2 separate regions of the Mus musculus genome follow, and region 1 is linked to region 2. Evidence: chromatin contacts called from public promoter capture Hi-C data. All regions are on one chromosome and are shown on one strand. Each heading gives the region's core, a stretch centred on a gene start, on an enhancer-like site or on the middle of the called end of the contact. The rest is flanking DNA. Distances are from core to core; before and after follow the strand shown.

Evidence for each region. Promoter capture Hi-C pulls out the DNA fragments that hold promoters and counts their contacts.
Region 1: a promoter capture Hi-C map of embryonic stem cells shows a contact between it and region 2, with 6 read pairs. The contact joins the promoter of Mycl here to the promoter of Kcnq4 in region 2. A contact is called at or near these places in 7 of 39 promoter capture datasets (cranial neural crest, embryonic stem cells, liver and 2 more) and 4 of 115 datasets of contacts at active chromatin or transcription factors (astrocytes, embryonic stem cells and stem cell-derived neural progenitor cells).

The regions. Positions count from the first base shown.
Region 1 is chr4:122,993,369-122,998,593 of GRCm38.p6, forward strand. It overlaps Mycl (v-myc avian myelocytomatosis viral oncogene lung carcinoma derived), which reads left to right and starts at 2,563. Exons shown (of 3, transcript NM_001303121.1): 1 at 2,563-2,782; 2 at 3,146-3,650. The coding sequence starts at 2,702.
Region 2 is chr4:120,745,126-120,750,721 of GRCm38.p6, forward strand. It overlaps Kcnq4 (potassium voltage-gated channel, subfamily Q, member 4), which reads right to left and starts at 2,274. Exons shown (of 14, transcript NM_001081142.3): 1 at 1,735-2,274. The coding sequence starts at 2,051.

The DNA.
Region 1 (5,225 bases), core at 1,313-3,812, 2.2 Mb after region 2:
GGCTCAGGGGTAGAGCCTTTGCCCAAGCCTATATCAGACTCTAGGTTCAATTTCCACCCCTGAAGAAAAATCGTTTTAGTCTTTTTGTTTGGTTTGGTTTGGTTTTATTTTTGGCTTCTGGGGGAGGGGGTTGTTTGGTTTTTGGTTTTGGTTTTTTGGGTTTGTTTGTTTGTTTTTGTTGGGTTTTTGCTTTGTTTGGTTTTGTTTTTCAAGACAGGGGTGATCTGTGTAGCCCTGGCTGTCCTGGAACTCACTCTGTAGACCAGGCTGGCCTCGAACTCAGAAATCTGCCTGCCTCTGCCTCCCGAGTGCTGGGATTAAAGGCGTGTGCCACCACTGCCCTGCCGTCATTTTAGTCTTGAGACGGGGTTGCAACAAGTTGGCCAGTGCTCAAATGATCCTCCTGTAGTTTGCATCCCAAGTAGCTACAATTACAGGTGTATGCCATTGTGTCCTTACTACATTAGAATATTTAATCAGGGAATAGTCTAGATGGTCTCCAGTGGGGAATTGGAACACCCTTGTATTATAGCATTAGAAGGTTGTATTGGGGCTGGAGAGATGGCTCAGCGGTTAAGAGCACTGACTGCTCTTCCAAAGGTCCCGAGTTCAAATCCCAGCAACCACATGGTGGCTCACAACCATCTGCAATGAGATCTGATACCCTCTTCTGGTGTGTCTGAAGACAGCTACAGTGTACTCATATATAATAATAAATAAATCTTTAAAAAGAAGAAGAAGAAGGAGAAGAAGAAGAAGATTGTATTGGGAATACAGGCATGAGCCATCATACCTGGCCTTAGTGAGGTCAGTCTGGGCAACAGAGTGAGAATCTGTTTCAAAAAAAAAAAAAAAAGAACAAAATGAACAACTCAGGTAGGCCTATTTTCCAAATATAGATTCCAAGCCTCCTGTGAATTCTATGCAACAATATCTCCCTTAAAAGTTATTTTCCTGCTTACATTGGTTTCTGTTATTGTGACCAAGACCCCGGAAAGTGCAGCAACCACCACAGACATCTGCATGCCTGACAACAAGACCCTGAAAGGGAGTCTAATCCCTCTGCACCAAGGCTGCAACCAAATCAGGAGCCTTTTCTGGGCCTCCCAGTACAGCACAGAGCAGGGCATACAGGCCGTCTCAATAAAATCTGGTTGGCTAGGTCACTCAGGAAGCCAGTGCGTAAATATTGCCAGAAGTCATTCTAGGTGCAGGGACTACAAAGCGAGCCAATTCCTGCTTTCAAGGATGTCCTACACACACCTTAGACACAACAAATGGAAAATGGAGAGTCACACACACCCCCTGTCTTCTCACCCAACTCGTGGGTCATCTCACACCTCCCTGGCCCAAAACAACGGGACGTGTTTATCCTTCTGGCTTCAGTCTGTTAGGATGGCAACAGCCTGTAGTTCTGAGTAGTTAGACAAAAAGAGTAGGAGGAAGAGAAGGATGGCAGACAACCAGACACCAGACCTTGATGCCAGGTGTAGGATTCTAGATGAATTGGCTGCTATCCTAAGTTACCTTCCTTGGACCTAAATTAGTTAGTCTTTTCCTTTCTCAGAAGGTAGCCTGTTTATGATAACACAAAGGAAATATATATATATCTCCATCGTCTCGGCCAGGGATGTCATGCAAAACTTCAAACACTTTGATCCCACAGCTAGGAAGCACAAAACAGGGGCCTGAATGAAGTTTCCACACCCCTACACTCCTATCTCTAAAACAGCCGTTAGGAGAGTTTTGTGTGGAGGATGAATTCTGGGAGGCAGGGCTGTGAAGGAAGGGTCAAGTGTCAGCTATGACCTGGGGGATGACAGAGGTCTCACTACCCTCCCCAGGGATAAAGCTGCTGTTGTTCGAATTCTCTCATGTCCTTTCCTAAGGTGCTCTATCTTTTTAGTAAACAAATTCAGCCCGGCGATCCTGTGAAGTCATTACCATTCCTTCATTTCACAAGTAAAATTGGGGCTCCGAGGGATTATATATACTGCAGGCTTTCTAGCTCGGAATCTTCACTGCTATTCAAGGTTTAAGCCACTGAGCTAAAGAATGGGCTAATGGTTACTGAAGCAATGGGTTGAAGAAGCCTGGGTTCAGGGCCGAGGGCCACCAGGTGGCGCGGTGGAGGTGCAGTGTGTGCCCCACCATCACCACCACCACCTCCTCTGTCATGGGTGGGACGCACCTGAACCTGGTGGGGCGCGCCCCGGGAAGTAGACTAGCAGGGTGGGGCAGGGAGCAGCTCTAGTCCTTGGCTCTGAGTAGGCGCGGAGCGCCGCTTTAGTTAAGTCGCTTGGACCGCGGGAGCCTCTCGAACAGTCACGCCTCCACCAGGAGACTGCGGGGCTGCATCAGCTCTTCTGCTCTGCGCTCCCCAGCGTACAATTTATTAGGGAGCTTCAAGGGATAGAATAGAAACGACCAGTTCAGCCAGGAGGTGGGGCCGGCCCCACCTGTCGCCAGCGGAGAGAGGGGCGGGAGGGGGAGGGGCTTGTCTCCTAGGGACCACCCCCCCTCCTGGTCCCCAAGCCCCGGGCACGCGACGAGATATAAAGCAGTCGGGAAACAATGCGCCTGCAGATCGCGCTCCCGCGTCGATCCCGGGAGCGTCCTGGCTGCCGTGTGCGAGCGAGGCGGGGGGCGCGCGCACGGGGGGCGCGCTCGTGAGTGCGGGGCCGCGCGCTCGGTGGCGCGCATGTGTGTGTGTGCGGGCTGCCGGGCTTCCCCGAGCCGGCGGGGAGCCGCTCCGCTCCAGGTGGCGGGCGGCGGGAGCGAGGTGAGGCTGCGGGTGGCCCGGGCAGGGGTCCCCAGGGGACTGGCGGGCTGCAAGGCTGCAGACTGCCTTCGAGACAGCGCGCCCCCGCCCGGCCCTGCTGTGCCCCCGGAGCTGAGCTCCGGGCGGTGCTGGCAAAGTTTGCTTTGAACTCGCTCCCCTCAGCCTGGTCGGCCCGTTGCGAGCTGCCCTGAGCGAGCTGACCCCAGGCCAGGCTTCCCAGGAGCAGGGACCAGGGCGCGGGCTGCAAGCTGGTGGGCCTGGGGAGAGACCAGAGCCCCGCAGCCAGCTGCAGCGAGGGACTCGGAGCCGCCTCTTCCCTCGGCGGGCACCGCAGTCAGCTCGTCTCCCCCTTCCCTCCCGCAGGGAGCGGACATGGACTTCGACTCGTATCAGCACTATTTCTACGACTATGACTGCGGAGAGGATTTCTACCGCTCCACGGCGCCCAGCGAGGACATCTGGAAGAAATTCGAGCTGGTGCCGTCGCCCCCCACGTCGCCGCCCTGGGGCTCCGGTCCCGGCGCCGTGGACCCAGCCTCTGGGATTAATCCCGGGGAGCCGTGGCCTGGAGGGGGTGCCGGGGACGAGGCGGAATCTCGGGGCCATTCGAAAGCCTGGGGCAGGAATTATGCTTCCATCATTCGCCGTGACTGCATGTGGAGCGGCTTCTCCGCCCGAGAACGGCTGGAGAGAGTGGTGAGCGACAGGCTGGCCCCAGGCGCGCCCCGGGGGAACCCGCCCAAAGCGCCCGCTACCCCGGACGGCACTCCTAGTCTGGAAGCCAGTAACCCGGCGCCCGCCACCCAATGTCAGCTGGGCGAGCCCAAGACTCAGGCCTGCTCCGGGTCCGAGAGCCCCAGCGATTCTGGTAAGGACCACCCGGGGGCTAGCTAAGAGGGAGGCACCCCTTGGGTGGCCAGAGCTCTATCTACCGCTGTTTGAAATCAGGCATTAGATCTTAAACCTTCCCATCACCTCCCCATTTTCTGACTGAAGCTGTCGGTGTAGCCCCCAGCTGTGTCTGTCTGGCACGTGGGTGTGTTGGTAAACAGTTTGGAGAAGTGGGGAGGGAGCCAGCGTCCCTCTGATGGTGATTGGAGCCCCAGGGGACCAGGGCGACTTGGTGAGGGTTGGCGCTTAGAGAGGACAATACTCGGGTTGGACTGTAGGGGATTTCTGTCCTTGGGAGGTTGAAAGGGTTCCCTTAAGAGTCACTCCAAGCTTGAAGCTTTTTTGTTGCTGCCTCTTTCCCTGGGAAACTCACACTTCCCTAAGGGAGAAAAGACTGAGATACCTTTTGAGCAGAACCAAAAGCCTTCCTCCACTCGAAAACCTCCATCTCCCGCCTGCTGCACTTTAAATTGCTAATTCTCTTCTCTTACCCCAGTCCCAGTCCTTACTACTTCCCATCACTAGTGACTAGTGAGACAGGTGGAGGGAGAGTAAACGCTCCTCTTAACAGATGGGAAAACTGAGGATTAGAGACAGGAAATCAGTCAAGTGAGCCCCAGCCTCCTGCTGTCTAGTCGCTTCTTTTCCCAACTCCTTTCCCTGTCTTTCTTGGTGTTTAGAGGGTCTTCCTCATAGCTTGTTTGAGAAGAGCTACACGATGCCTGTTGATTTGGCCTTAGGAAGGTATCCAATCTCCCGCCCAATACATCTGTGGGCTTCGGCTGCTCTTCTACATTCAACATTCCTGCTCGGTCCCATCTCTGGTATTGAGATAATGGTCGTAGCGCCCCAGGCCTCCCTCCATACTGATGAAGAGCAGTCTTCACTGAGCTCAGACCACCTTGCTCTTCCCCTAGCCTCTGAGCCCCCCCCCCCCCCCACTCAGTAGAAGTACACGGGAAAGGATGCTATTGCAGGTGCAGCAGGAGGCTTTGGGCACATTCATTTCCGACAGAGAAAAGTCACTGCAGCAATCAAGAATCATGGGCTTTTGAGAGGGAACTGGGGAATTGGATGTGGAAGTTGTACAGCTATGGAGGGAAATGAGAACAGAATTAAAAAGTCTCTTTTTCTTCGATGCATTTGTGTTAAGGTCATTTTTAACCTGCAACAGGAATTTATGTTTTGTCGGATGACTTAGATAGGAAGCTTGAGATCAAGAACCTAGAGAAGAGCCAGCTCCGCAAGGGCTGTTAGAGAGACCGTTTTGGAAGTTTGGAGATCTTTATTAGCAATCCAGACCATCATAAAAATAACAGGGACTGAGGCTGACCTGGGCCTCCGTTTCTCCTTTTGAAAATGAGGAGGAATGAACTTGGTTGTCCTGCTGAGGACATCCCTTATCTTGTAGAATCTGATACTACTTTCTGCAAAGGAGAATGGTGTCCTAAATGATACCTTCCTTAGATACAGCCTTCTGTGCTGTGAGATTTAACAATGAAAATTAAAGGTTTGGGATGTACAGAAACTTGAATCATTTCCTGACCTGCCC
Region 2 (5,596 bases), core at 1,024-3,523:
TTAGGAGCCAACTGACTTCTCTAGGCCCTGCCATGACTTGGAAAAGTCACCTCCAGGGAAGAGCCTGTGGAAAGCATAGCTGTGCCCTGTGTCTTAGCCTCCCTAGGCACATAAGGGGCTCTGGCGTATTAATGTTCAGTGGACACTGGAGCCCCTAGTCCACCAGCATTGAACTATATCACTCCACTGACAGCTACATCCAACAGACGTCCGTCCAGGTCTTTTGGGTGCACTGAGATGTGGGCTGCCCCTGATTATTCACTGGGATCCAAAGCCTGGCCTTACACCCAGCAGAGTCTCAGCCTGGGGTCTCTGCACAAAGCCACAGCTGCCACTCTAAGTATTCTAAGTGGGTCTGTAGAAAGTTCCCTTTCTTTGTTCTTCCTGGTACCATCTTCCTCTTCCCCTGAGATTCTGTACCCAACCCCCCACCCCCCGGACTCATGGGGCAGAGGTAAGAGGGCATACAAGGAGGACAAGCAGAAAGACACGGGTGGGGAAAGCCAGATAGAAGGGTGGCCAAGCAGGTGAACAGAGAGATAGACAGATGGACACACAGACATCAAAATAAGTAAGAGGATAGGCCCACAAAGCACGAAGACAGACAGACCAACAGAAAGGCTGTGGGACAGACAGGTAGAGAGATTAACAGACAAGCTAACTCACACACAAAGGGAAACTCAAGTCTTGCATAGGGACAGATTGTCAAGTGACTATCAGGTGGACAAAGCGGGCTGCCCTGGAGACCCTGGAGCAGGCAGTGGTAAGAGCAGCTCATTGTCTCTCCCAGGCACTTCTCAGCATCTCAGCACCAGGCCCAGCCCTTTAACCGATATGGCCTGGGCCTCTCATGTTCCTGGTCCGACCAGGCCTTCCCCCAAGACTGCCTTCCGAGCTGCCAAAATTCACTCTCTACATCCAAGAGGGGTCAGTGTTTTGAAAGTTGTAGGAGCCTGCTGAGAGGAGGAGGGGCCCCACAGCGGCATTGTTTCCAAACATACCCCTCTCTTCTTTCTTTTTCCCCATGCTCAGAGCCAGGCCTAGTACAGCTGGCCAGCAAGGCAGGAGAGCTGGGCCCAGCCTTCAGGGCAAGGCAGGACAGGGCAGGGCAGGCAGGGCAGCCTGCTGCCTTGGGTACTTCGAAGTTGAGGGTGCGGAGCAAGACTAAAGAAGACACGGATAAAGTTGGAAACAGCACACAGGCCTGTCAGAGCCATAGGGACCCTAGACAGCCCTGATCTGGGTACAGCCTGTCTCTGAAGAGAGAAATCTCCAAGGGGACCAGGTGGGAGCACAACATAACTACAGAGCCTGAGGGGAGAAAAATAATGTAGGGGCTAGGGTCTTCTGTGTCTGGGACACAGGGAGGGTGAGGTGAACAAAAGATAAGGAGAGTCCCACTTTAGCGGCTTCGGACTTGGTAAAGCAGAGAAGAGCAAGAAGCTGAATGACGGATCAGAGCAGTGGGGCTCTGCGATCAGGATGAAAGTAAGGAGAGCAGGCAGAAGAGGTTAGACGCCAGGGCAACAGGGGTCAAGGCTGGGAGATCAGGGGTTAGGTCAGGCTGGGAGACCGAAAAGGGGGCACAGGCCCAAGAGGGGAACTGAGTGAGGGTCTGCCCCGGGGCAATAGGATAGAGAGGTGGAGCCAGCGCGGGGTGGCGGTCCCCAAGGAGTCTGGCTCATGCGGGGTCAGAGCCGGGGCACGTCAAGGGGTGCGGGGGCTCCAACTTACATGAAGACGTGGTAGACGAAGGCCCACCCGCGGGGCCGCTCCAGCACGTTGTAGACCCAGTTCTGCAGGCGGCGGTAGCGCTTCTGCGCGGCGGAGGAGCGCTGGCCGCCGCAGGCGGAGCCCGAGCCGGAGCCCGGCCCAGGGAGGGGCGCGCCCGGCGGCAGGGGGCTGCCCAGAAGGCCGAGGCGACGCGGAGAGCCGCCCCCGCCCGCCTCGCCCTGTTCACTCTGCACGGCCGTGAGCGCCACCAACTCCGCGCGGGGGGCGTCCCCGGGCGGGGGGCCCAGGCCGAGGCGGCGCGGGGGGGCCTCGGCCATGGGCGGCGCCGGACGGGGGACCGGGGCGTTGCGGGGCGGGGGCGCGCTCGGGCGGCTCAGAGTCGCATGGCTCGAACCCCGGGCCGGCGAGGCGACCCTGGGCGCGCACGCAGGCGGCGGGGGCTAGGGACCAGGCCGGGTCCGTGCGGGGTCCGGAGGCGGTCGCTCGGAGCCTCGGGGCCGCGGGAGCCCGTACTGACCGCCCGCTTCCCCGGCGACTGGGGCGGCTCTTTCCGACTCCAACTCTCTTATTACGCGCTCCATGCCGCTCGCCTTTCCACCTGCCGCCGGCGCGCCGCTCACATGTCACCCTCCCCCGCCCCGCCCCGCCCCTCCCCCGCCCGCCCCGCGGCCGCCTTCCCAAATCGGGGAGGGAGCGAGAGAGAAGAGCACCGGGAGGGGGACCCGGGTCGGACGCGGCGGAGCAGGGCGCGCGGTCCGCCCAGTCGGTGTGTCCCGGCCCCGAGCGCGTGGCGCGGGCAGCGCGCCGGGCCCCGAGGCCGGGCGTGTACGAGTGGTGTGGCCCTGGTGGCCCGCTCTGGGGAGGGAGGTTGGGACGCCTGGTGAGTGGTTGTGGAAAGTGGAGCGTGGAGTGTGGAGTTGTGGCCGCGGTAGCTCGAGGGACACTTACATTGTAGAGTGGAGGTGTTTGTGTCCAGAGAAGTGCCTACTTGTGAGAGTTGGCTAGCCAGCCGTGGGTCTGCGTGGGTTCAGAGTGAGTGGGTGGATGGATGGATGGATGGGTGGGTGGGTGGGTGGGTGGATAGATAGATGGATGAGAGTACAGAAGAGTGTGCAGAACCGGGCAGTACAGCGCGATGGGTAATGTAAGCGAGGAGGTGTGCCCGTCGGGTCGTGCCCTCGGTTTCTAGTGCAGGGTGTTTAAAATGCGCTGAGGGCCGAGTGAAGTTGGGACAGCAGCTTCCGTTCCTCCTGCTGTTGTTACTTGAAGGGCCCGGTGCCCTACAGCTATCGAGAGATGTGTGGGGTGGTGTAGCTCACAGTTGTGCCCAGATGCGTCTCTCCTCCCGTCTTGTTGATGAAGGAGGAGACCCCAGTTGATCACCCTGAGCAGAGGGGACGCTCCCTCCCTGATTACGTACCTGCCCTCATCTCCCCACTCCATCTCCGCTCCGTGGGATTCACACCCGCCACCCCCTTCTCCCACTCTAGCCCAGAAAAGCTTGTTTAGGGCAGATAGAAGTATAGAAATAAACGTACTAGGGGCCAGTATTAGGGGAACGGACAGAGCACTCCCAAAGGCCTATAGCACCCCACCAGGACTTTCTCTAGGAGCACCCCTCTCCAGCAAAAAGTTCTCGGTGCCTGACCTCCGTCTCCGCTGTGAGCTGTCTGGCCCCTTTTCCCTCGCCCTCCTGACCGTGTACTAGGTGATGATTCGGGTTTGCTGGCCCTCCTTCCTTCTTCCCCAGCCTAAAGCGATGGCCAAACCAGACGCTCCCGCTCCCTCCGCAGGCCCTGCCCCAGGGTGAAGCGCTTCCGCAGCAAACTCTTCTTCACTCCTCGGGGAGGATCTCGGGGGACACAGCTAGCTGGAAGGGGGGGGCGGGCTGCAAGCTCGATTCTCAGCTGTCAGCAAAGGCAGCATTGATCTGCTGAGCGCCAGAGCGGGAGGGCTGGAGGGAGGGCTATGGACCGTGAGGGTGGGTAGGATTCGAAGTTCCCAAGCTACCTTTGGCAGCCTGTACCCCAACCCCTAGCGACCCTTACCCTCCTGCCCAGCTGGGATGCATTCTGGGGTCTGACCTGAATCTCTCCCACTGCTGCTGGTGCTGGGAGTGCGCAGTGCTCCTGCATAGGTCATGCCCTGACCTACTGAGAACTGAAGGTTTCTAGACTTGGGGGCGGGGGGGGGGTGCGCACTATGGTTGCAAGTGCCAGGGCTAGATATAGCTATCTTCTCCCTATAAGCTGAAGCCCGTATATCCCCCACCCCATATATGGCATTGTCTCTCCTGACTGGTAAACTGCAAGTTCTCAATCAGAGGCCCAGGGATGGGACTCAAGTCAAGAATTCAAATTACACAACGGAAAGTGGCTGCTGGGGTCTTTTGAGGCTTTGATCTTAGCTGAAACGGAACTTGAATTCAGGTTGCCCTTATCAGCACTTGGGATATCTAAAATTGGGTCTGTTCTGGGAAATCTGATCCTCCAGTTGAGTGCCACCTATGAACCCATGCTCCCCTTCTCGTGTGGGTGATTGCCAAGCTTCCCTTCTCTCTGTGAATGGAACTCCGCAGGAGAGGGTCCTCGTCATTTTTTCCAGTTCATGGCCTATATTACCCCATCCAAGGCTGGGGGAAGGTAAGAGAACTGTAGTTCCTGTTGGGATGGAAGCTAGATTTCAGAAGCACCTACAGAGGTCCCAGAGGCTATCTTTGAAGGTCAGCACCTCGTGGAGGGTCATGTGCATTGATAGTAAGAGGAGGGAGACAAGAGAGAGTTCTTCCTAGGGTGTGGTGTGTGTGTGTGTGTGTTTGTGTGTGTGTGTGTGTGTGTGTGTGTGTGTAGGAGGCAGAGGAGAGTCCAGAGAGGACAGGTGGCTACTCTTGAGTGTTACTCAGTGGCCTTCCTGTGCCCATCCGGATTCCCAGGACATGACAGAGAACGGACTTTCCCCACAGCAGGCTTTAGTGACTAAGACACTTTTCTGAGCAAACAGCTGTCTCTGGCTCCCAGGTCTAGCCTCCCTACTGGAGGGAGGTGGGGTATGCTATGGCTTTCCACACACCATTCTCTAACTCCCACATCTATGCCCTTGACTCCACCCTCTGCAACTTCCTCAACTCTGCTTCCTCAGCTCCTTGGGAACCCTGCCTAGTCTTCTGAGCTCATCCCCTGACCCATGTTTCTCCCTGGCTCTTGAGTTTCCAGGGCTGTATAAGAACAGGCCAACTCCCTGATCTGCTGTAATCCATCACTGTCTCCATCATCCATCAATGGAGCAGGTATTGATTGCGAGGAAGGGTGGGGAGGGAGAGGGTTCCCATTTGCTGAGCACCAGCTGGGGGCCAGATCCTCTCCTTTACAAAGAACAGAGTCCGGTGCTTTGTGGGAAATGGGCTGAGAGGTAGGGACACTCACCCAAGGAGAGACAACCAGGCAGGGAGCTCACGCCCTCACTGGCTTGCACTTTCCCAGAACTCCTAGGCCCTGAGTGCCAAGGAGAAGGAATTCTAAGAGATGATTCTGAGTCTCTAGCACTGGCTCCTGCCAGGGGGTAGGATGCCCAGATCTGAGAGGATCAAGGTCTAGAAGTGGCTGGCACCTTGGTTCTTGGGGGTAGCTTCATCCCTGGTATTGACTCCTGTTATGACCTCAGGTCATTTCACGGCTCGGATTCCTTGCTGGAGTGGGAGGGTTGACTGCACTCAGCAGTTTTCAGCCACTGTCAGCACCAGGAGTCCCTTTCTTCTTTCTTTCTTTCTTTTCTTTCTTTCTTTCTTTCTTTCTTTCTTTCTTTCTTTCTTTCTTTCTTTCTTTCTTTCTTTCTTTCTTTCTTTCTTTTTCTTTTAGCAGACAGA